4 separate regions of the Mus musculus genome follow, and all the other regions are linked to region 4. The links are chromatin contacts, called in public HiCAR-type and promoter capture Hi-C maps. All regions are on one chromosome and are shown on one strand. The core of a region is the stretch at or near the end of the contact, and the rest is flanking DNA. Distances in the headings are between cores, read along the strand shown. Region 1 holds the start of Stau2 (staufen double-stranded RNA binding protein 2). Region 2 holds the start of Tmem70 (transmembrane protein 70). Region 3 holds the start of Ube2w (ubiquitin-conjugating enzyme E2W (putative)). Region 4 holds the start of Eya1 (EYA transcriptional coactivator and phosphatase 1).

The links. Promoter capture Hi-C pulls out the DNA fragments that hold promoters and counts their contacts. HiCAR-type assays count read pairs that join an accessible place to other places.
Region 1: a HiCAR-type map of astrocytes shows a contact between it and region 4, with 3 times the contacts expected there. The contact joins the promoter of Stau2 here to the promoter of Eya1 in region 4.
Region 2: a promoter capture Hi-C map of the 3T3-L1 cell line shows a contact between it and region 4, with 4 times the contacts expected there. The contact joins the promoter of Tmem70 here to the promoter of Eya1 in region 4. A contact is called at or near these places in 2 of 39 promoter capture datasets (the 3T3-L1 cell line and cranial neural crest) and 1 of 115 datasets of contacts at active chromatin or transcription factors (astrocytes).
Region 3: a promoter capture Hi-C map of pre-B cells shows a contact between it and region 4, with 2.4 times the contacts expected there. The contact joins the promoter of Ube2w here to the promoter of Eya1 in region 4. A contact is called at or near these places in 3 of 39 promoter capture datasets (the 3T3-L1 cell line, 3T3-L1-derived adipocytes and pre-B cells).

What each region holds. Positions count from the first base shown.
Region 1 is chr1:16,517,305-16,522,555 of GRCm38.p6, reverse strand. It overlaps Stau2 (staufen double-stranded RNA binding protein 2), which reads left to right and starts at 3,254. Exons shown (of 14, transcript NM_025303.3): 1 at 3,254-3,383.
Region 2 is chr1:16,663,680-16,668,615 of GRCm38.p6, reverse strand. It overlaps Tmem70 (transmembrane protein 70), which reads right to left and starts at 3,425. Exons shown (of 3, transcript NM_027415.2): 1 at 3,111-3,425; 2 at 843-948. The coding sequence starts at 3,308. It also overlaps the pseudogene Gm7654.
Region 3 is chr1:16,618,025-16,623,590 of GRCm38.p6, reverse strand. It overlaps Ube2w (ubiquitin-conjugating enzyme E2W (putative)), which reads left to right and starts at 4,300. Exons shown (of 6, transcript NM_025773.4): 1 at 4,300-4,354. The coding sequence starts at 4,340.
Region 4 is chr1:14,308,253-14,313,695 of GRCm38.p6, reverse strand. It overlaps Eya1 (EYA transcriptional coactivator and phosphatase 1), which reads left to right and starts at 3,497. Exons shown (of 18, transcript NM_001310459.1): 1 at 3,497-4,050.

The DNA.
Region 1 (5,251 bases), core at 2,005-4,504, 2.2 Mb before region 4:
TATACCCCAGTATAGGGGGATGCCAGGGCCAGGAAGTAGGAGTGGGTGGATTGGGGAACAGGGCGGAGTCAGGGTATAGGTGACTTTCGGGTTAGCATTTGAATTGTAAATGAAAAAAATATCTAATAAAAAACCAGCAAAAAGAAAAAAAAAAAAAAAAGAGAAGAGAAGACTGGGAGAGACACTACTTGTAATTATGAGTTCACCCTACCCCAACTGCTCAAACCTGGTTATGGCGAATTTGAAGGCATTGTTGTTTTTTTTTTTTTTTGTTGTTGTTTGTTTTTTTCATGGTTGAATACGTGAGTACTGTATGTGTGGGTGTGGGCACATGTAGACTAGAGAAGGACAATATTGCATCCTCTATTGCATCTCCCCTATTCCTTGAGACAGGCTCTCTCACTAAACCTGGAGCTTGGTCTTTTGGTCTACTCAGTCAACAAAATAAGACTCTGCCTGTCTACGTCTGGCCAGTAAGTGCTGTATGGGATATGTGGGCATCCCTGGTTTTTAAAAAACGTATCTGCTGGAGATCTGAACTCAAGCCATTACACTTGAGCAGCAAGTGCTCTAGACCTAACTGGAGTGGCAGGGAATGAAGACAAGACAGACAGACATACACAGAGGCGTGGACAAAAAGCTGTGGTCATATAGATTCTGCTTTCCAGTGGGAAGACAGCAGCTTCCTGGAAGCTAAGCATGGCTACTATATCAGAGTTGACCTGAAGGGTGAGATTAGGGCATACAGAGAAGTAAGGAGGCATGGTTTATGGAGTGCAGCTGGATCAAGGTGTAGCTAGTCCTGATAGATGCAGTCTCTGCATGGGGGTGAGTAGTGTTCAGGACATAAATATGAGAGGGGACTTGGGGGAACAATGGTGGACATTTTTCGTATACACTATCAGTATATACCCATGGATCAGAGGAAGGCTTTGACATTTCTCTGAGCCTCATCCTTTGGGGAGGGGGGTCACCGTTTCCCATGGGTCTGAGCCTGGGGTCCTTGGTGTGGCTGTGTCAATTCAGCTGCACACAGTTATTGGTTTTCCTCCACTCCCTACACAAAAGTAATTTCATGTACTGACTTAGTTATGTTGATCAGTTGAAAGTACAGATTCAAGCTTTAAAAAAACTCCTTTAAAAAACAAACAAACAAACAAGCAAACAAACAAACCCTAGTCTGATTGGGGTTTAAAGTATGTTAGGAGAGAAAGTTACAGCAGAGATAAAGTTTTCAGTTAACTTCAACAATCGGAATCTAAGAAAATACACTTTGTGACCACTTCAGAGTCACTTCCAAGTATATAAAGACATCAATTTATTTCAAAACCACTTAGTGTCCACCCACTTGCTGTTGAATGCGGGGACCACAGAGATGAATGAGATGGAGCCAGCCCCACAACAATGCAGTGTTTGGCAGAAGAAGACAGGCGAGAAAACAAACAATATAATAGACTTGCAATGTCACAGAAGAGGGCATCAAGAGAAGAGTGTGGTCTGCTGGAAGGAATTAGCTTCCCCAGGAGGTATTTTCTGACAGCTTTTTTTTTTACATTTTTTCATAATCTGTTCATTGAGTGAAGAGAGAATAGATTGAAGGCAGAGCGAACGAACTTGTGGAAAGAACAGCCATGGAAGGCTTGTTTCCCTGATGTGAAGGGCCTGTAGTCGTTTGTATCACTGAACACCTGAATGAGGCCCAAGTAGCTAGAAACCATTAATTAAGGGGTGGTCCCCATTTAAGAAGGAATCCACATATTTGAGAAAACTAGTGGAAGTGAAAAGTGAGAAAGGCACACGGGAAACATGAGAGACAAACGAAGTGCTTGCCTACACTGTATCACCGGAAACTACGATGTCAGGCTCTAGCTAGAGAGCTTTACAGGTATCTCGCCTATACATACAGTATCACGTTTTTGTCTCTTTAAAAATTGTAAATCAGTGTATAAGGTAATAGATCCACAAATACTGCCTCATTTGTAGAGTTGGTTTTAAAATATGACTGAAATCACAGGGCTCACAGACATATCCCAGGCAGACAAGCCATACCAAGGAAACCCCAGGAAGAATAATGCCAGTCAGAATACACTAATAGTTCTATTTCTAGACTTCTTTTTCATATGATTTTTGGTGCCACTTATTTAAAATCCATTGGTCTTAACTAGGCTGACGTTATCTGGCCATACCTAACCCATATCTAAACCAGGACAAAAGAACAAGTAATTTGAGTTTTTTAGCACTCTTCAAAAACCAAGGATCTAGGACAGTGTTTTAAGACGATCCTCATTTTTGGCTCTAAAGATTTTTTTTTTTTTGGTACGGGCACACAACTTTAATATATTTATTATTCATTTTTTCCTGATGAATGATGTGGGCCGTGGAGCAGGTGATGGGGGCTCGCTTGCGCTGCTTGCTACCCTCCTCCCCTTTCTTCCTCCTCCAGTCTAGAAAGGTGCAGGATCCGCCGAATCCTACGTCGCACCGCAGTGGAACGGACGCGGGATGGTCGCGCGTCCCCAGCTAGGCAGAGGCGGGCAGTCAGCGAGCCGGGAAAGGTAGGAGCAGAGCGTCGGGGACAGGCTGCTAGAGAGCCCAGGGGCAGCGGGTGCGGGAGAGGCTGAGCCGCCGGTGCTGGAGCACCTTCGCAGTTGCGGGCCGGGCGCCCTCAGCGTGCTCCTGCAGCAGCTCCCGGGACGGGCCCCGGCGCGGCCCGAGACCCCAGGCCTAAGCCCCGCAGCGCCCCGGGATGCGGGGGTCCCAGAAGCCGCCAGGGGGCGGGAACGGCGCGGCGAACAATGGCCGCTCGACCGCGAAGGGAGGCGGGGAGAGGTGGAGAGAGAGAGAGAGAGAGAGAGAGAGAGAGAGAGAGAGAGAGAGAGAGAGAGAGAGAGAGAGAGAGAGAGAGAGAGAGAGAGAGAGAGAGAGAGAGAGAGAGAGAGAGACAGAGAGACAGAGAGAGACACAGAGACACAGAGACACAGAGACACAGAGAGAGAGACAGAGACACAGAGAGAGAGACAGACAGACAGAGAGACACAGAGAGAGGAGAGAGAGAGACAGAGAAAGAGAGGGGGGAGAGACACAGAGAGAGAGAGACAGACAGAGAGAGGAGAGAGACAGAGAAAGAAAGGGGAGAGAGACAGAGAGACAGAGCGAGCTGGAGAGAGAGAGCGCGAGAGAGAGCTGGCGCGGGGGCGCGCGGCGTGGCGCGGGCGCGGCGGCGCAGGCGGGGGCGCGCGGCGCGGGCCCGGGAGGGCGCGGCGGGAGCGCAGGGCGGCAGGCGGAGGCGGGGGGCGGGAGCCGAGGAGGGAGCAGGCGGCGTCGGCGGAGCTCTGGAGCGCTCGCCCATGTGGAGCCGTCTGCCGGGCGTCCGTGGCCCGCAGGTAAATCCTGGTGCGAGCGGCGCCGCCAGGCCTGACTTCCGCCGGCGGGTTCCGAGGCAGAGCGCCGGGAGCCAGCAGGGCCGTCTCTCGCGGCCTCGCTCCCGCGCCGCCCTCGGCCGCCCTGGGGGAGGGGAGGGGGGGCGTGTGCCGCGGCGAGCCGTACAGGTGTCCGCAGGGGCAGGGCGGGGCGGGGGCGCCGGGCGCGACGGCGGGGGGCGCGGAGGTCACCCGGGCCTTGCAGGGGCGTGGGGGCGGCGGGGCCGGGGCGATGGCGGTGGCTATTTCTGTATAATGGGCAAGTGGCGAAGACGTAACTCGCCGAAATGGGGAAGGGAGGTGGGGCAGAGGGGACAAAATATAGCCCTATGACAGGCAAGTTCCGCCGAGCCTCCTGCGAACTAGGACCGTGACGGCTCGGCTTAAAGGAGTAGTTGGAGGTAGTGACCTTGCCCGGGCGTGGGGAGTTGGGTGAAACACAAAGCTTGGCCGCAGAATCTACCGTGAGGACCGGGTCTCTGTAGGGTGGGGGACCGGGCAGAGTGACGGGCCAGTTTCGCAGAGGCAGTCAAGGCGATTGAACTAGGAGACCTGGGTAGGGGGTGGGAATGGGAGTCTGGTTGGGCGCGTGCGCTGAGGGGTGGGGGTGGGGGCCAAGTCTGGAAGTCCTTGCAATTATTTAGGTACAACATTTTGCAGTATGAGCAGATTTCATTATTATCTCCTATTTCCCCCCCCCCCCGCCACAAAAAAGCTTAGAAGTACTTGAGTGGAGATGGACCATCCAATAGGTATGAATGCACTAAGCAATTTAAAAGGGACCAAATCTCACAGAAATCGTACAGATGATCCTTAAATGTATTACAGTAACCAAAAATCTGTTATCCAGTGTTAGGGAACTTTCTTAATACAAATAGAACTTGGATTCTGATGTATTCTTGTGTTTTCTGAGGGCTAACACTTGAAATAGAGAAGGTGTTGGGCAGGCAAAAAGATAGTAACACTGTCAAATGTTCAGTAGAATGTTTCTTCCCCATCCTTTCTAAGTCGATTCAACTTACTGTCATGAATAGAACTATAGAGGAAAGGCACAAGTCAAGAAAAAAGAAAAAACTAAGACCTGACTATTTTTTTTTAACAAAGCAGGTCTTTGTGTCTTATTTTACTGAAAAACCTAAATATCATATGATTGTGGATCTGTTGCAGGCCTGTATTAAGTGTGCATATCTGTAATGCCCAACTGCATGCATGGTTTATGTGGCCACTGTCAGTGTTGGGCACCTGTCTCAAGGTATGGCATGGCAGTAGTTTATGAAATCTACTCCAAAGTGATGTCTAGTTGTGATTTGTTGCTCATGTGTAGTATATTCACAAATTACTGTGTTTCCTTAAGAAACAGTGTTTTGTATTCAAGTAGGTAAATTTCTAGTAGCATATATTTTTTAACTTCCCGTTGGATACAATTTCAGCTTTCAGTAAAGTCAGAATAAGAACAATACAAAGAACAGTCTATTCCTCTACCCAGATTCACCTGTTATCATGATGCCCATTTATCATTTACTCAGCCACACACACAGACCCCCTGTGCTGTTTGTGGGTAAGACAGATATGTTATAGCCCTTTGCTTCTGGATACTTCAGCATGGAAAAGGTTGAAGTTTGTATTTTTACCTTACTTGACTTACCTGGAATGAAGCTCTAGGGAAGACCGACTTTCTACAAAATAACAAAAATAGGTAGGGCTGTCTTGATGGCCCATTGGGTAAAGTCATTCGTTGCCAAGCCTGTACACGACTGTGGAGGTCATAGGACAACTTGTGTGAGTCCACTGTTATCTTCTAACTTGTGAGTCCTGGGGATCAAACTCAGGTC
Region 2 (4,936 bases), core at 2,176-4,675, 2.4 Mb before region 4:
GGGTTTCCAGAACTCTCAAAACAGCGCCATCAGCTGGGAAAGTTAGGCTAGTAAGTATATATTATTATATTATTGTGCTTTTATTATTATAAATATATTTATAAATATATTATTAAGATATTATTAATCTATTAAATACATGAGCTGCAGAGCTCAAATCAAACTGTAACAATCTCCTTCCACTCCTCTTAGAATACTCACAGAGTTGTATTTGTCTGTTGGCTATTCTAAGACAAATAATGATGGAAGGGAAGCTTCAGTGCCTAGGTATCAAATCACACACTGCAACTCGGCCTTTAAACATCACTGAAACCCTAAAAACAAAGTCTCAACCTCTACATTGTTTCAAAAAGCTTTAAGGAAAAAAATAATTGAGACATGCTAAAAAAAAAAAAAAAAACACCACCAACAACAAAAACAAAACAAAACAAACAAACAACAAGGTTAACTAACATATGCTAAAAAAGGTTTACTGGGCACAAGCCCCAGAGATCTCAACCCCATGCAAAGACTACAGGCAATTGAGTAAAGCTGGGCCTGGGAGAGGTGGTCTTCCCCAGGAAAGAACACATCAACTGGTTTTTCATCACAAAATGGTCAGCCCTGAAAACACAAACAAGTAACACTGTATCTATTCAACAAATTATAATTAGAAATATTTATGCATATACATATATCCATGCAATAACTGAGGATAAGACGCCATGAATTTAAACGAAACTAACGGGGGAGGGGATATAGGAAGTTTTGAAGGCAGGAAGGGGAAGGGAGAAGCGTAATTATTTTATAATCTCAAAAAGAAAAAGGAAAATAAGGAAATAATCTCACTTCAGACTACTCACCAAATATCGTTCGGGCCAGGTTTCCAGTATAAATCAGCCTGCCATTTTCTGGCTTATCAACTTGTGTATGGAAGCAGCGGACACATTGTTCCCAACAAACAGGTATCTGCTGAAACAAGAAACCATTGAGTAACTGGTTGAACAAATTTTTATTTCTATCAATGTTGTTTTTATTTCATTTAAATATAACAAAGAGAACTTGTTACAATGCCATGCAAAGAATTCTCTCAAATAACCTAGAGGATTCCCAGGCTTCCTGCCGGCCACTCTAGCCAACCAGAGAGCTCCAGAGTCAGAGATCTTATCTCTTAAAACCAGGCTTCAGGATGGAGAGGCTCATTGCGCTTCCAGACAACCAAGGTTCAGAGTCCCAGCACCTACGTGTCTTACAACCTTCTGCAACCCAAGCCCTTGGCATCCATGCCCTTTCTGGGCCTTCATGAGCACTGATAGGTGTGGTTCGTTCATATGTATGTATGTACGTACGTATGTATACACATACATGAAAGCAAAACACCCATACATATAAAGTAAAAGTCGTGCTACACAGTGGTGGTGCATGCCCTTTGTCTCAGCACTTGGGAGACAGTGGCAGGCTGATCTGAGTTGAGGCCAACTTGGCCTCAAAAAAATCTTAAATAAGATTGAGATAGAAGACAGTCAATGATGACCTCCACATGTATGTACACAGATACTACATAGGCAAAAACATTTGTTTAAATTTGCTTTAATGTAATAATCTAAGAAAATACAGAGGGCATGACTGTACATGTCTTTGAGCCCAACATTCAGGAGGCAGAGGCACGTAAATCTCTGAGTTCAAGTCCAGTCAAAAAACAACAAAAAACAATCTTAGCAAAATACTGTAAATTGAGGGGTTTGTTTTGCTTTGTTTTGTTTGGTGGGTTCGTATGCACAGGCATGTCCAGAGATCAAACTCCCATCCTGAAGACAAAAGCCTCCACAGACTAGGCTTCTCCTACCACCCCTGTGGTTAGTACTTAGGAACTAGTTACATGAATAACTAGCATTTTTAAGGCTGTCTCCCTGAAAGCCTTGCATATACCTTGTACCCCATTTTGTTTTGAAGATCAAGTCCAGTCATCAATGTGGTCCATGTTGGCCTCCAACTGACCATGAAGCTCATGCTGATCCTCTGTCTGAGCCTCCAGAGCTAACACTGGGACTTTAAGTCTGTGCCACTACCATACCCTGGGCCTTCTATCTCTTAGCAAGAAAGCTTGCTTGAAAAACTGCTTGAAAGCTATATGAAACAGGAGTTTCCCAAGTATGTATAAATGAGCATCTAAAAATGAATTTCACATTGCTCACATTTAAAAATGTAAAAAGTATGCCTAATTTGTGTTGAAATTCAGTTAAGAGTCCAATATCTCGAGACCCTTGGCTATAGCACACACCTTTTATCTGTGAGTTTGAAGCCAGCACCAGCCTGGTCAACAGATCAGCCAGGGCTACACAGGGAAACCCACCCACAAGCAACTAACAACAAATAATTCAATTACCACTTTCAGCATTTCTTAAAAGTTTTTAAAATTCTTATATATTACAATGTAGCTTAATATACATAAAATTCTTGCCGAGCTACACCTTTAATCCCAGCACTCTGGAGGCAGTGGCAGGGGATATCTGAGTTCAAGGCCAGCTTGGTCTACAGAGCAAGTCCCAGGTTAGCCAAGACTACACATGAGAAACCCTGTCTCGAAAACCCACAAAATTCTTACATTTTATAGTATAGTTTAACATACTACGTACTTTGTTCAATAACATCCACACCCCACCTTTCACTCCGTAATCAAAGAAATTCCTAAAAACGGACAAGTAACACAACTTAGGAGGCTAGCTCCACGTGCTGCATCAATTTCTTAGCACTTAGCGCCCTTCTGACCTTTAGCTCTAGAGTAAGAAATAAGTCCCTGCGCAGCAGAGCAAATCTTTAATCCTAGAATGGGAAGTCAATAGGTAGGCGAGTCTCTGATTTCGAGGACAACCGGGTCTATATAGCGAATTCAGGACAGGTGAGTCTACAAAACTGGGACATCCTGTCTCTGAAAAACAACAAAAAGAACCATTTGTGGTGCTTTAATAGCCTTCGAAAGGAGAATCAATCCCTGGATTGACAGCAGCTGCGGACCCCGAGGTCGAGGCCTGCTCCTCCCAGGCCCGCACCGGGAGTGTCCCCTCAGCACTGGAGTTCCCAGACCCCATGCTGCGCCCGCTCCCCACCACCACAGCCTACGAACAGCCGACCTGCGCTCGCCCGGGTGGCCCGCAAGACTCGGCTAGCGCTAGATGCCCGCCGCTCCGGAGCCGCTCTGGCTCGGCTAGCGAGGCCGCACGCCAGAAAGCGATCCCGGAACCTCGGAGCGCGGCGGCCACACACCACGTCGTCCTCGTCCGGCCCGGCCATAGGCCCGCTGCCCACCGGCCGCCCAACCCCAACAGCATGCTGCGAGTTGGAGAAGGTGGCCGTCAGTTTCCAGCTGCGGCCAAGGACACCCAAAAGCGACTCCGCTCGACAGTGGCCCCCACAAGAGCGATGAGGCTCCGCCCCTTAAACGGAACACGCGGCCGGATTGGTGCGCGCGCGTGCGCAGAAAATGCGGCCGGCCTGCAACCTTCTCCACCTGGTGGGTTCCAGGCAGCAAATGACCCAAAACCCCAACTCCCTGCTTAAGATGATGGGCTTCAACCGAATTCCTAGTATTTGGTCGGCTTTTGACCGTGTGCAAGGACAGAGTGTGTAGGCATGTGAAAAAGACAGTGACCAGAAGCCTAGTTAAATACTTCGTTCTCATGAAAGTCACTTTATAGGTCCTAAAACTGGTTTGGGAAAATGATTTAGCTTCGCAGAAGTAATTGTAGCATATCAGCCCAAAAGGAATGTAGTTTAAGGTACTTAATGTTATAATGTTTAAATACTTTGTATGCTATGATATGATATTAACAAAATGAATGAATGATTTAGTCCCAGCACTTGGGAGACAGAGACAGGCGCATTTCTGAGTTCGAGGCCAGCCTGGTCTACAGAGTGAGTTCCAGGACAGCCAGGGCTACACAGAAAAACCCTGTCTCGGGGGAAAAAAAAAAAAAAAAAGATTTAATGATTTAACTTAATTCCACCACTGAGATAGGAGAAAATGGAATTTTTTCACATAATTTTCGATTTTGTTGACAGATTTTTTTTTTTCCCCATTAAAAACGTCGTATCCGAGCTGGGTGTGGTGGCGTACGCCTTTAATCCCAGCACTCGGGAGGCAGAGGCAGGCGGATTTCTGAGTTCGAGGCCAGCCTGGTCTACAGAGTGAGTTCCAGGACAGCCAGGGCTATACAGAGAAACCCTGTCTCGAAAAAAAACAAAAAAACAAAAACAAAAACCAAAGGAACAAACAAACAAAGCCCCCATCATGTCCAAGGTGGGGAGTGTATCTTGCCTAGCACGGACTGACATAGAAGAATCTACAGTGTTGCAAATCCAGAGCCAATTTATCATGGGCCATTTGCAGATCTCTTAGTAGCCTTAATGTATTGTCCTCCTGTGTACCTAACATCTTCACGACCTTCAGCTGGAACACACCGAGTTCAAGCTTTCATTTGGAATGCACAGGGTATTAGTTTTCCGAGTACTGTCAAATAGCACCTGAAGCCTAAAACAGGTTTCCCCACTTTTAAAAAACGTACCTAACCATCCCACTAATGTAGAAACCTGTCTTGACTGATGATTTTCTTTGTTCTGTTACTATAAAAAAGCTTCATGAAACTACTTCCATGTTGAAACATGGAACATGGGGACAGGGGGTGACATAAATCTGTGTTTCCAAGCCATGATCACTCATTTGGTTCTAGAATAAGTTCTCTTTTCTCTCCATTGAGGTGAGAGTTTTTTGAATCAACACTATACCTTTCTCCCAAAGGCAGATGATACTTAGTGCCTATTGCACAGGACTTAGACAGGAGTAGAGGGAGCACTGTAACGGCATAAATTTGGGAACTCATGGTGCAAATGTGTAATAGGACATGCATCTAAAAATACACGAGACTACCTCTAACTGGAATCTCTGTGTTCTAGGTCAGGT
Region 3 (5,566 bases), core at 3,051-5,550, 2.3 Mb before region 4:
CGTGGAAAGGACAGCGTTTTGTTCTTACTGGAGTAGATACTTATTCTGGTTATGGATTTGCCTTTCCTGCACGTAATGCCTCTGCTAAAACCACCATTCACGGACTGACAGAATGCCTCATCTATCGTCATGGTATTCCACACAGTATTGCTTCTGACCAAGGAACTCATTTCACAGCCAGAGAAGTACGACAGTGGGCTCACGATCATGGAATTCACTGGTCTTACCACATTCCCCATCATCCTGAAGCAGCTGGGCTGATAGAAAGATGGAATGGCCTTTTGAAGACGCAGTTACAGCGCCAATTAGGTGGTAACAGCTTGGAAGGCTGGGGCAGAGTTCTTCAGAAGGCAGTATATGCTTTGAATCAGCGCTCGATATATGGTACAGTTTCACCCATAGCCAGGATTCATGGGTCCAGGAATCAAGGGGTGGAAAACGGAATAGTTCCACTTACTATCACTCCTAGTGACCCTCTAGGAAAATTTTTGCTTCCTGTCCCCATAACTCTAGGTTCTGCTGGCTTAGAAGTTTTGGCTCCAGAGAGGGGAGTGCTCCTACCAGGAGCTACAACAAACATTTCATTGAACTGGAAGCTCAGACTTCCCCCTGGTCATTTTGGGCTTCTAATGCCCTTAAACCAACAGGCTAAAAAAGGAATAACAGTGTTAGGAGGGGTGATAGATCCAGATTACCATGGGGAAATTGGATTACCTCTTCACAATGGTGGTAAGCAAGATTATGTCTGGAGTGCAGGAGATCCCTTAGGGCGTCTCTTAGTACTACCATGTCCTGTGATTAAAGTCAATGGGAAACTACAACAGCCTAATCCAAGCAGGATGACAAAGGACGCAGACCCATCAGGAATGAAGGTATGGGTCAATCCTCCAGGAAAAGAGCCAAGACCTGCTGAGGTGCTGGCTGAAGGTGAAGGAAATACAGAATGGGTAGTAGAGGAAGGTAGTTATAAATACCAATTAAGGCCACGTAACCAGTTGCAGAAACGAGGATTATAAAGTAATATGAATGCCCATTGTAAATTTACTAATGCGTTTGCGATTGTACGAGGGATAGTTATATCATGTTAGGCGTATTTACAACCTTGTTATTGTTTCATGTGAACATGAGATATTATTTGTGTCAAGTTGACAAGGGGTGGATTGTAGTGGCTATTCCTGGTTGTCAACTTGACAATATTTGGAATGAACTACAATCCGGAATTGGAAGGCTCACCAGTGACCCTTATCTGGAGGCTTGGAGATCCTTATCTGGATCTTGGTTTGAAGATCTTGAGCCATAGTGGCTATGGATTCCAGAAGATTGAATCTCCGAGTTAAGGAACACACCTTTAATCTGGGCTATGCCTTTCATCTGGGATTAAAGGTGTGGTGGAACACACCTTTAATCTGGGCTAAACCTTTTGCTGGAGACAATATAAGGACATTGGAAGAAGGGAGTCTAGCTCTTGCTCTTGCTCCTTCGCCTGCTTGCTGCGTGAGACTGAGTAACTGCTAGATCCTTGGACTTCCATTCACAGCTGCGACTGAACCATTGTTGGGAATTGGGCTGCCGACTGTAAGTCATCAATAAATTCCTTTACTATTTAGAAATTATCCATAAGTTCTGTGACTCTAGAGAACCCTGACTAATACACTATCCTACTCGGCATTATCTCAGGCTTTCCCTTGCCCTGAAGGGGAGACTTCAGACACCTGCCCACATATTCTACTCTCCTGTTTCTTCTTACAAGAGATAGAAGTGATGATGGTTCAGGAGATGAGGAAGAACTGCCTCTCCTTGCCAGCTGATAGTCATTCTACTTGATGTGGAAATTAAAAACTGAATACCATTATTGAATTTAATATAAACAATGATTCTGTTTCTTTCTTTCGTTTGTTTGTTTGTTTGTTTGTTTTAGACAGGGTTTCTTTGTGTATCCCTGGTCGTCCTGGAACTCTGTAGACCAGGCTGGCCTCAATCTCACAGAGATCCACCTGCCTCTGTTACCACCACCCACCTAAAGAATAATTCCACTAAAGAACAATTCATCATATTCATTCTACTTTTACTTGGCTCCAGTTGTCCCAAAGATGTATTTTACAATTCGTTTGAATTGCTAAGTGGAATTAACATTACATTTTGTGCTACTTATGTTTTATCAAAAATACTGCTTTTTAAAAGATTTTCTAACTTTTACTTCATCATGGCTGAGCCTTTTTCTAACATGGTTGTGTCAATTCCTTCCCTATTGTTGGGGATTCACTTCCACTTCCCCTTTTCGTAGTATCCCACTTTAAGGGGCCATATCCACTAATAAGCCATGTTCTGGGAAAAAAATGTGAGTATCTCCATCAAATAACGGGCAGTCAAGAGCTTTAGGAACACTTATTCTCACTGAAAATAGCCTCTACATCACTCCTTGCTCCTGAGTATGTCGGCGAACAGTCTGTTATATATTTTTGCCTTTTGTTTTGCTTTCCGTACTCAGAGATCAAATCCAGGATCTCCTACATGTTAACCACAGGTTTTCCCAGTGAACTATACACCCCAGACCCTATTATGTATTAATTAAAGAATAAAGACGATAGGTAGTTATGAGCTGCTTAGAATTTCCTAGGATGTGACTTTGCCTCCCGTGAAGATCCCTTGGACACCTGTGAGGTGGAAACCTGACATTAGTTCTACTGTAAGCAACACCAAGGTGTAATTGCTTTTCTTCCTTCTGAGTACCTTGTCTAGTAGGCCATTTACTTTGATGAGGTCATAATGCCATGTTTGTAGAGTCTCCTTTGTCATTTACACCTTTGAGAAGAATCAACTTTTAAAACAACATGAACATTAGCTGGTACATTACAGCCTGAGATCACAGGGACAAAGATCTCTGGAAGGCCTGGTGGAGACTCTTTCCTGTAAGCGTACCTCATCACTGGGCTATGTGGGCACTTTGTTCCATGTTGTGATGGTAACGACATACCTGAACTGATAGCGGATATGCTTCTGGTTGAGTCCTGTACTCCAAGTCATGCAAACCCCATGGAAAAGTTCCTCCATGGTGAAGAGAAACCGTCTTGAATATTACACCACAGAAAAACTGGCAGATTTAGACATCTTTTCCTCTCTTGAACACATTTCCTTACGGATGTTCTCAGAGGAACATCGTGCTCTAGCTTAAGTGTGAGAGTGATAACCTACATCACCATTATATTTATATTTTAGAGAAATGTCTAAAAATGAAGCCAAGTCAATAAAAATAAAGATTTAAACTTTCATCCGGGTAAAGTAAAAGCCTTCTACTCAACATGCCATCCTCTCTGATTCCTTTAGAGACAGGACATGAGGTGCAAGCTTTTGGCTTCCATTTTTCGTTTGGTATTTAAGTAAACGACATCTTTGGTTCCGGAGGAGCTTTAAAAATGTGACTTCTGATAAATGCTGGCAGAACTGGTGCATTCCTAGAATAAATTCTGTATGCTCAGCGATTTCTACTCAAGCTCACTCATAGGTCGTCTGATCATGCAACTGCCCACCACAGAATAGGGTGAAGAGAAATCTAGGCATGGCAGAAGGTTTAAGTATTAAGTATTAAGTATTAAATTACGTAAACTATATTCATTATATTGAGATTTCACGGCTAGAGTCAAATTGTTAATCAAAAGTAAGACTGATGTAACAACGACTCTTATGGTATACCTGGACTTTACAATTTAGAGGGTTAGGGAACTAGAAAATTGCACACAAAAGGGAACTCCATTATTCACCCTCCTTCCCTTTCCAGCACGTTTCAAATCCAATTGTTCTTGCTTTTAAGATCACTGCTCTCAGTTTTCATTCTGTCCTATAGGGAAACCTGTGACTCTCTGCCCCTCAAAGTAGAAGCTTCCTAGGTCTGCAAATACCAGAAAGCATCTCCAGGCGAAGTTGTATCTGCCTCAGGAGCGAAAACACGGTAGGTGTAAAAAAGACATATGAAGGGGGTGGGCTGTAAATCTTACACTTGTAGCTGGAAAAACAAAATGAGATCCCCTCCCTGCCAAATGCCCGGACAGCATTGTGACCTCGGCATAACGCTTCAGTCCGACCTGGAGCAGCGCCTCCGCCAGCACTGAGGGTGGGCCCGCGTATAAATTGGCTGGGATGCAAGGTACCTAGGGAGCCCGGCCTGGCCCCGCCCCGCCCCGCCCCGGGCACCCGCGCGCTAGCCAATCGGACACGCGGGCCCCTTCCCATCGGCGACTCCACCCCCGTGCCCGGGATGTTGGGCCCCCGCGGCGTGACGCGAGCACGGCGGCTCCGCCCCCTGCGTCTCGGGCCTCGCTGGCCTTGGGGGGATGGTTTCATCATGGCGTCAATGCAGGTGAGCGGAGCTGCTGCAGCGGGGAGGGCGAGGGGGCCATCGAGACGAGGTGAGCGTCTGCGCGGGGTCGGCGTCCGAGACCTCTGGGCCTGGCTCCGGGCGACCTTCCCTGACCTCGGGGCGTCGGGGGATCGCCTGGCGGCGAGCCGAGCGGGGGTGTCGGCCGGTGGCCGCGGACAGTAGCGGCCGCGAAGTTGTGGCATAAAGGCGGCTTAGGGGGAAGAAAGGGCGAAGTTCGTCGTGCGCTTCGCGGTGGGGGCTCCGCTCCGCGCCCCTACGCGAGGATGCCTGCCGCTCGGCTCCCTGGCCACCGCCGGGATGCTTTTCCCCTCGCGCTCCCCAGCGGGGTGGAAACAGCTGTGCCCGCCGCCGTCACCCGCGGTCGGGGCGGCCGGAGACCGGCAGAGCCCCTCGCCGAGGACGGCCGCCTGCCCACGGCGCTCCGCGGCCTCTGCCCGGCCTCCCACGCGCAGCCTCGGATCGCCGGACTCATGCTCGTTCTTCTCTGATCTTCATCCGGTGCCCGGTGGGTGCCTCCTTCTATCAGCCCGCACTCTGGGCATTCCCTGGCAGCCCACGTCTCTTCTTCGAAGCCGCCCTTCGTCCCTGTCCCCAGCGTCCTGTGCTACCACAACGTGCGAGCTCGTGGGCCTGCTCCTCGGCCTCGATAGAAACTCGCCCTCTTAAATTTTTTTTTCTTGCGATGCCCCACCCTTGCGGGATTGGTAAGGCCGTGGCTCCTTTGCCTTTCTTTCCCAGACCTTTAAAACCTTAGTTTGGTAGGAGACGCCTGTTAACCTGTGCTCTGTCAGACTTGAAGGTGTTTTTTGTAGCTTCCAACTTAATGTATTCCCCCCCCCCCTTGCAAATCCAATAAAAGAAAAAATTTTCAGGCAAAGATGGCAACCACAATTGTAGTTTCTAGAGATTGCATTATCTATAGCCGGCATTTAATTTGCAGATAGGGCTAGCGGTGTTAAAGCACATAGGAAGAGAGAGTAGAACTCTTGTAGCGTGTCAGCGGAACGCTTTTTGGAGTTTTAACATCATCCTCGAGTAACATCCGCATTTTCCTTAGAATTTTTGGTTTTTGTTTCTAGAAGAATAAGCAAGATCTCGTTGTTGGCGCTTCTCTGCTAGCAATGGTTTGCATTCTTACGCATTTCCCTCCTTCCCCTGTATCTTCCTTCAATCAGCTTTCCTTATGGTATT
Region 4 (5,443 bases), core at 2,248-4,747:
ATCAAGATGTGCTATCCAAAGCTTGTATTAAGAATAATAATTTTTAAAAAATATGTCCTACTGGCAGTCATTACTACATAGGATAACAAGTTTCCCTCTCAAAATAAATAAATGGTTATGATTTATAAATAGAGACCAATGTGTTATTATGGGGTTAGGAAATGGGTTCTATTTTCCTATTGTGTTGGGACAAAGTCCATATTATTTATGAAAATAAGTTTCCATGGTACAGCTAATAGCAATTGCCTCCTTAAATTTACTGTTAAAAGCTATTCATGTTGGAGTTTGAATGGAAAGCATTTAGCAAATGTTGGTAGACATTTTGCTTGGTGGATTTAATATCATTCTTAAAATAAATAGAGGATGTTTTTCTTGGTTGTGTTTCAACTGAAGGGTACTTGGAAGCAGGACCCCTCACTGTAGATGTCACGCCAATGGAGAAAGCACGTGCCATGGAAGGGACCAGTCCACAGAACATCAAGGCTCACTGACCAACTACTCAGTTACACGCCCCACCCAGGGGGCTACAAAGAAGCTAGCACTCTAGTGCTATGGTGCAGAGCAAAAGAAACACAAATATACCAGGAGGCAGGGGGAATTGAACTATGATATTTTGGGATATTTTCTTTCCATACTTCCAACAGTTTAAATTGTGAGACACTGTATATTCTGATATTGTTGATTTTAATCCTGTGAGAGGGGGGGGGCAGTAGTCACTTCGTTTTGTCTGTCCTTAAAGTGTTAATTAAATTATGAAACTCACTGCCATTCCTCCTGAGAAACAGTCACCTCTCAAGATTTGCATGTGCAGAGAAACTAGGGAAAGGGCATGGGTGCTTAATCTACGGGGTAAGCAGGAGGAGGAGGAGAAGACATCTTTTACTGGAAAGTTCGAGGCCCTTCCGGCCCTTCCGACCAATCAGCTGCCATTACTGAAATGGAAGGGGAATCCTTTACTGTGCCTTGGCCAGACTTTCTCAGCATTTCTTATGTTAATGTAGTTAATTAGCTATTTGTTCCTGTAGGTGGAGAAACTGTTCCCTTGTATTGTTGCAAGGGCTCTCTTGCTTTGGACCTTGTCTAAGGATGTTTGTTGATTTTTGTGAGCATATCTTTATTTAAAATTCTGTCCTAATCTAAAGGTACTGGAAACGTTTATGAGAATGGCAGACATCTGATGTCTGAGTGGGAGCATATTCAGGCAAGAGCTGCCCTGGCCAATAAAACCTGCTTGGTGGTAAGAATGTTATCTGAAAGATCTTTGCATCTCTGTTAGGGTATTCAAACATCCCACTCAGCCTGAACTTTCCAGCAAACTTCCCTCAGCTTTGTGTAAGCTCTAGGGCGGATTTAGGAAACAGTTTGGTTCTTTGTGGTATGTGATCAAGTTATATAATTATAGTTGATAAAAATTTCATAATATTACCTTTTGGTTATCTATCATAGCATATCATACTTTGGGTTCAAGCTGCATATGGAATAATTACTACATATTTGGGGTTAGTAACCAGACAAAATTTATAAGTAAACATGTGATTCTTTTTAATACATTTAGCTTTGCTTAAGAAAAAGGAAACTATTTAAGAGTGGTAAATATGCACATGGTTATTTCTTCTAACCAGTGACTAAGCTGTGTGTTTCATAATTATGAGGTATGAGCTATATTATACCCATTAGTGGTTACATTAAATTCATCATATCTTTCCTAATTTTATTCATAATTACACGAGTCATTTCTTTGAAGGCATTTTGCTTGGTTATTTAAATAAAAATTATTGAATTTCATTACAAAAGTACATGTAATACGATAAATTTGACTGTAACATAGACAAGTAACTTGTATGTAAAACTGACATGGTATTTCTGCCGCTTTGACTTCACAGAGTGTGCACATTCTGGGTTCTCCAATATTATAATCTTTTATGAACTGCATGAATGACATTTGAGCAATACATGTCCAAAATAATTTTAACCTATAGGAAGCATGAATGCAATAGCTGAAGGTAAAGTTTAAGCCAGAGGTCAAATGTTATGTCTTGGGTAATTTAGTAACAAATCTAAGTGCAAAAGAAGTTACTGTCTGGGTGCTTGGTATTGTAAATAGAACTAATGTAGCATTAGATTTTACCTGACTGCAACAGAAAACTCCATAATAGACTTTGTTTTTTCTGCACATGCACTTTGGTATGTTGAATAACTGATCCTTCTGGTCTGAGAGAGTGCTGTAGGAGGTAACGTAACTATGTCAGCTGCATATATGATCCAATAGCAATCAACTGTTTTTTTGACCTGGCTTCCCAAATATGGTAGATACCTAGCTCATGGTTCCTTGCTGGTGCTGAACAAGATGAAATCCTAGGTGAGTTTGAAGTCCCAGCTGCCTCTTAGGTTTGACAAAGTGCTCCTTTGCAAGGAATTTAGACTGGCATCCTTTCTAGGAGGGGAAGGGAGAACTCCTGTTTGGAATTTTGGTCCTTAGAACCATTTAGTTGGGTTTTGTTTGCATCATCTGAAGGTGCTTTCGTTTCCTAATTGGCAGAGTTAAGGTAGGACCCATCTATCTCCTCTATTAGTTGATGTGAAGTTACTGTGATGTAAAAACATGTTCATACCAAGGTGAGAAATTAAAATAAGGAGACTTTTTTTTTAATAAAAAGAGCACATAGAATAGAAATATTGGTGATGATAAAAATACCTTCTTAAAATGCATATCCAGACTTAATTTCAGAGTGAGTGTTAGTTTGCATTTGCATTTAAACTGTGATATAGGACCGACAAAATATTAACCCATATAAGGAGACGCCTTCTTTCAAGATTACAAATTATCATAATGGCTAAACCCTTGACTTGGATAAAACATAGTTTGTTAACTGAAGCTCAGCTCCTAGGTGTCACCGAACGAACGCCTAACTCATAGATTCTGAATTAAGGTTGTGAGTTTTTAAAAGGATAAGTTGCAAAGCAAGTTCCAGACTAAACGAATCTCTTCTCAAGACCCATTTAAAAATGTTAATGGTGAAATATTATCTGGGTCCTAGCCAAAGAACTGAAGCCTTTGGCCTCCTAGCAACCCTTGCAGAATCCTCCGCCAGGCTTTCATTGTTAAGCTGCTAATAGCTAACACGTTTGCCCATTCTCCCTCTACTTCATAGAAACAGCTTTTTTTTTTTAAATCTTCTCCAGACCTGTAAGTAGGTAGGTACTTTAGGAAAAAGTGTTAAAAGTATCCGTTCTCCTAAGTTTCAGGTCCTCAAAAAAAATTTTAAAAAAAGTATTGAAAAAGTGTAAAAGATAACATGCAACTACTCCCCAAAGATCTTAATTGGGAGCTACTGGCGCGGGAGGATGTGTGTGTGTTGACAGAGGTTCCCACAAGTTCTTCCCCCACAGCTGTTTATTCAGATATCATGGGGCGCGTCATTTACATAATAAATTTTTTTTTAAAGCAGCGAGGTTGAGTCAGACCAAGCTCTGCTCCTCTCAATTGTTGCATTTAAACCAATAAGGTTAGGACAAGAGACTAGCTGTGGTTTGCGTTGCAAAAACAAAACAAAACAAAAAGCCCCGAGGCTTCGTGGGCAGACCTACAAGGCTGCGCAAACAAATCGGGGGATGAGATTTTGCTGTTTCTTTGTCTAGGCGTCTCAGATGCTATCTGCCGCTGCCGTTCGCTGGGGCGCAAAGCCGTTCCCAAACAGACCGCGGCGAGCTGATGGCTCCGAGCTTGCGGCGAGGTAGCGAGTGTGCAGGGCCACTTCCGACTGGAAGCCTTCCTGTGGCGGTGCGCGGTGGCGGGGTCCTTCCTGGGGAAGGCGATCGCGCTCAGTCGCTCCACAGCCCGAGCCTGCAGCAGCGCCCGGGCGCAGTCCCCGGGAGCCGGGCAATCCCCGGCCTCTGCGCTCCGCTGCCAGCCGCGTCACAGCGCCTCTGAGAGCTCCCGGGTCCCCGTGTTCCTGCACAGCAGCCAAACTATGTCAGGAATGGAGGTCTGCTAACACAGAAAACTCCAAGGAGCACACTAAACCGGTGGAGGCAGCAGATGTGAGCGCTGTAAGTACAAGCTGGTGTTTGAAAAACTGTAATGACCAAGTACTACTTACTGTCTGGTGGGCAAAGCCCGAGATAACTGGAGAGCCTTTATTAGGGTTTTGGTTTGTTTTCAAAGAAAAAAAGCACTGTGGCTTGGGGAAAACAATAACACTGTTTCTGGGACTTTAGAAGCCGCTGGGTTCCGTCGTAAAATTGTAATCTTTACCCTCCAAATGATCGGAGCCATTAGGATCATTAAAGGATCATTGCAAATTAACTACTTTTGTTCTGATTTTTATAGATAAGTAGAACACTAGGTAATATTCTCAGACGGGGGAATTATTTCATATCTTTTCTTAATTGCTGCACTAGCCCCAGAATATTGAGTGGTATTGAACAGGGTTATATCCATACATAGATGTATAGGTACGAAAGGTATACTTAGTGGTATTTATTACACAGATCACTTTTTCTACGGCTAGGTTGATAAATGAGGAAAGGTTTACAACGGAAAACTCAGCAGATGAACAACGAGCTGATAACTATGTTTTCAAGAAGGACACCTTTTTGTTCCAAAGCAAATTTATCAAAGACTTTACTAAGCAGGCTCATCTTCAGTATTCGATACAATAAGCCTTTGGTCCCTTAAAGTATTTGTCCCTCTCTGGCCCTTTTTGTGATTTGAATGCACTTGGAAGCTAAACTCCAGATTTTGAAACTTTTGAATATTCGTGTAAAGCACGGCCCTTCAAAATCAGTATTTGAATTGCTAACAACTCATAGGCTTACACTCTTGGGAGGAATTTTGAAGACATTTAAGCATAACGTTTGCAATAATTCAATACATTATGAACTGTCATTGAGTTTAGACAAGTGTTTTTAAGTTTCATTTCTTAAGATGGCCAGGGGTATAGAAACTTGTTAGCTGGGAATCATGGTGTGTAGCTGTATAGGTTTGAAGTTGTCTTTCTAATGTCTTTCAGAGAAGGTTTTATTTTATGCTTGTGAGAGTCTTTCCCCCGCTCTGTTTAGAGTTTGGGGACATGCACACAGGAATAGTCATGCCTTCATATGATCAAACATTTAATATTTGACTTTCTCGATGCTTGAGTTCTCCTAAGGCCCAAAGTGTTTAGTAAGTAAGCAAGCAGCTGTGGATTTTCAGCCTTTGAAAACTCTTTGTGGTGACAGACATAGAAGTCTAATTGAGCCACCGTTCAGTTCAACTTTTAAGTGCCAAATAAAGTCAGCTGCTCTGTGAGTTTCACAGGCATGATAAATGATTTTTTGAAAAAGAAAATTTCCACTGGAGTGTGAAAATGTATTTCCTAAGAATACAATGGGAAAAAAAGAGGTCCTTGCAGCAGGAACAGAATCTTTTTATCATATAACCAAAAGTATTTCAGTCAACATT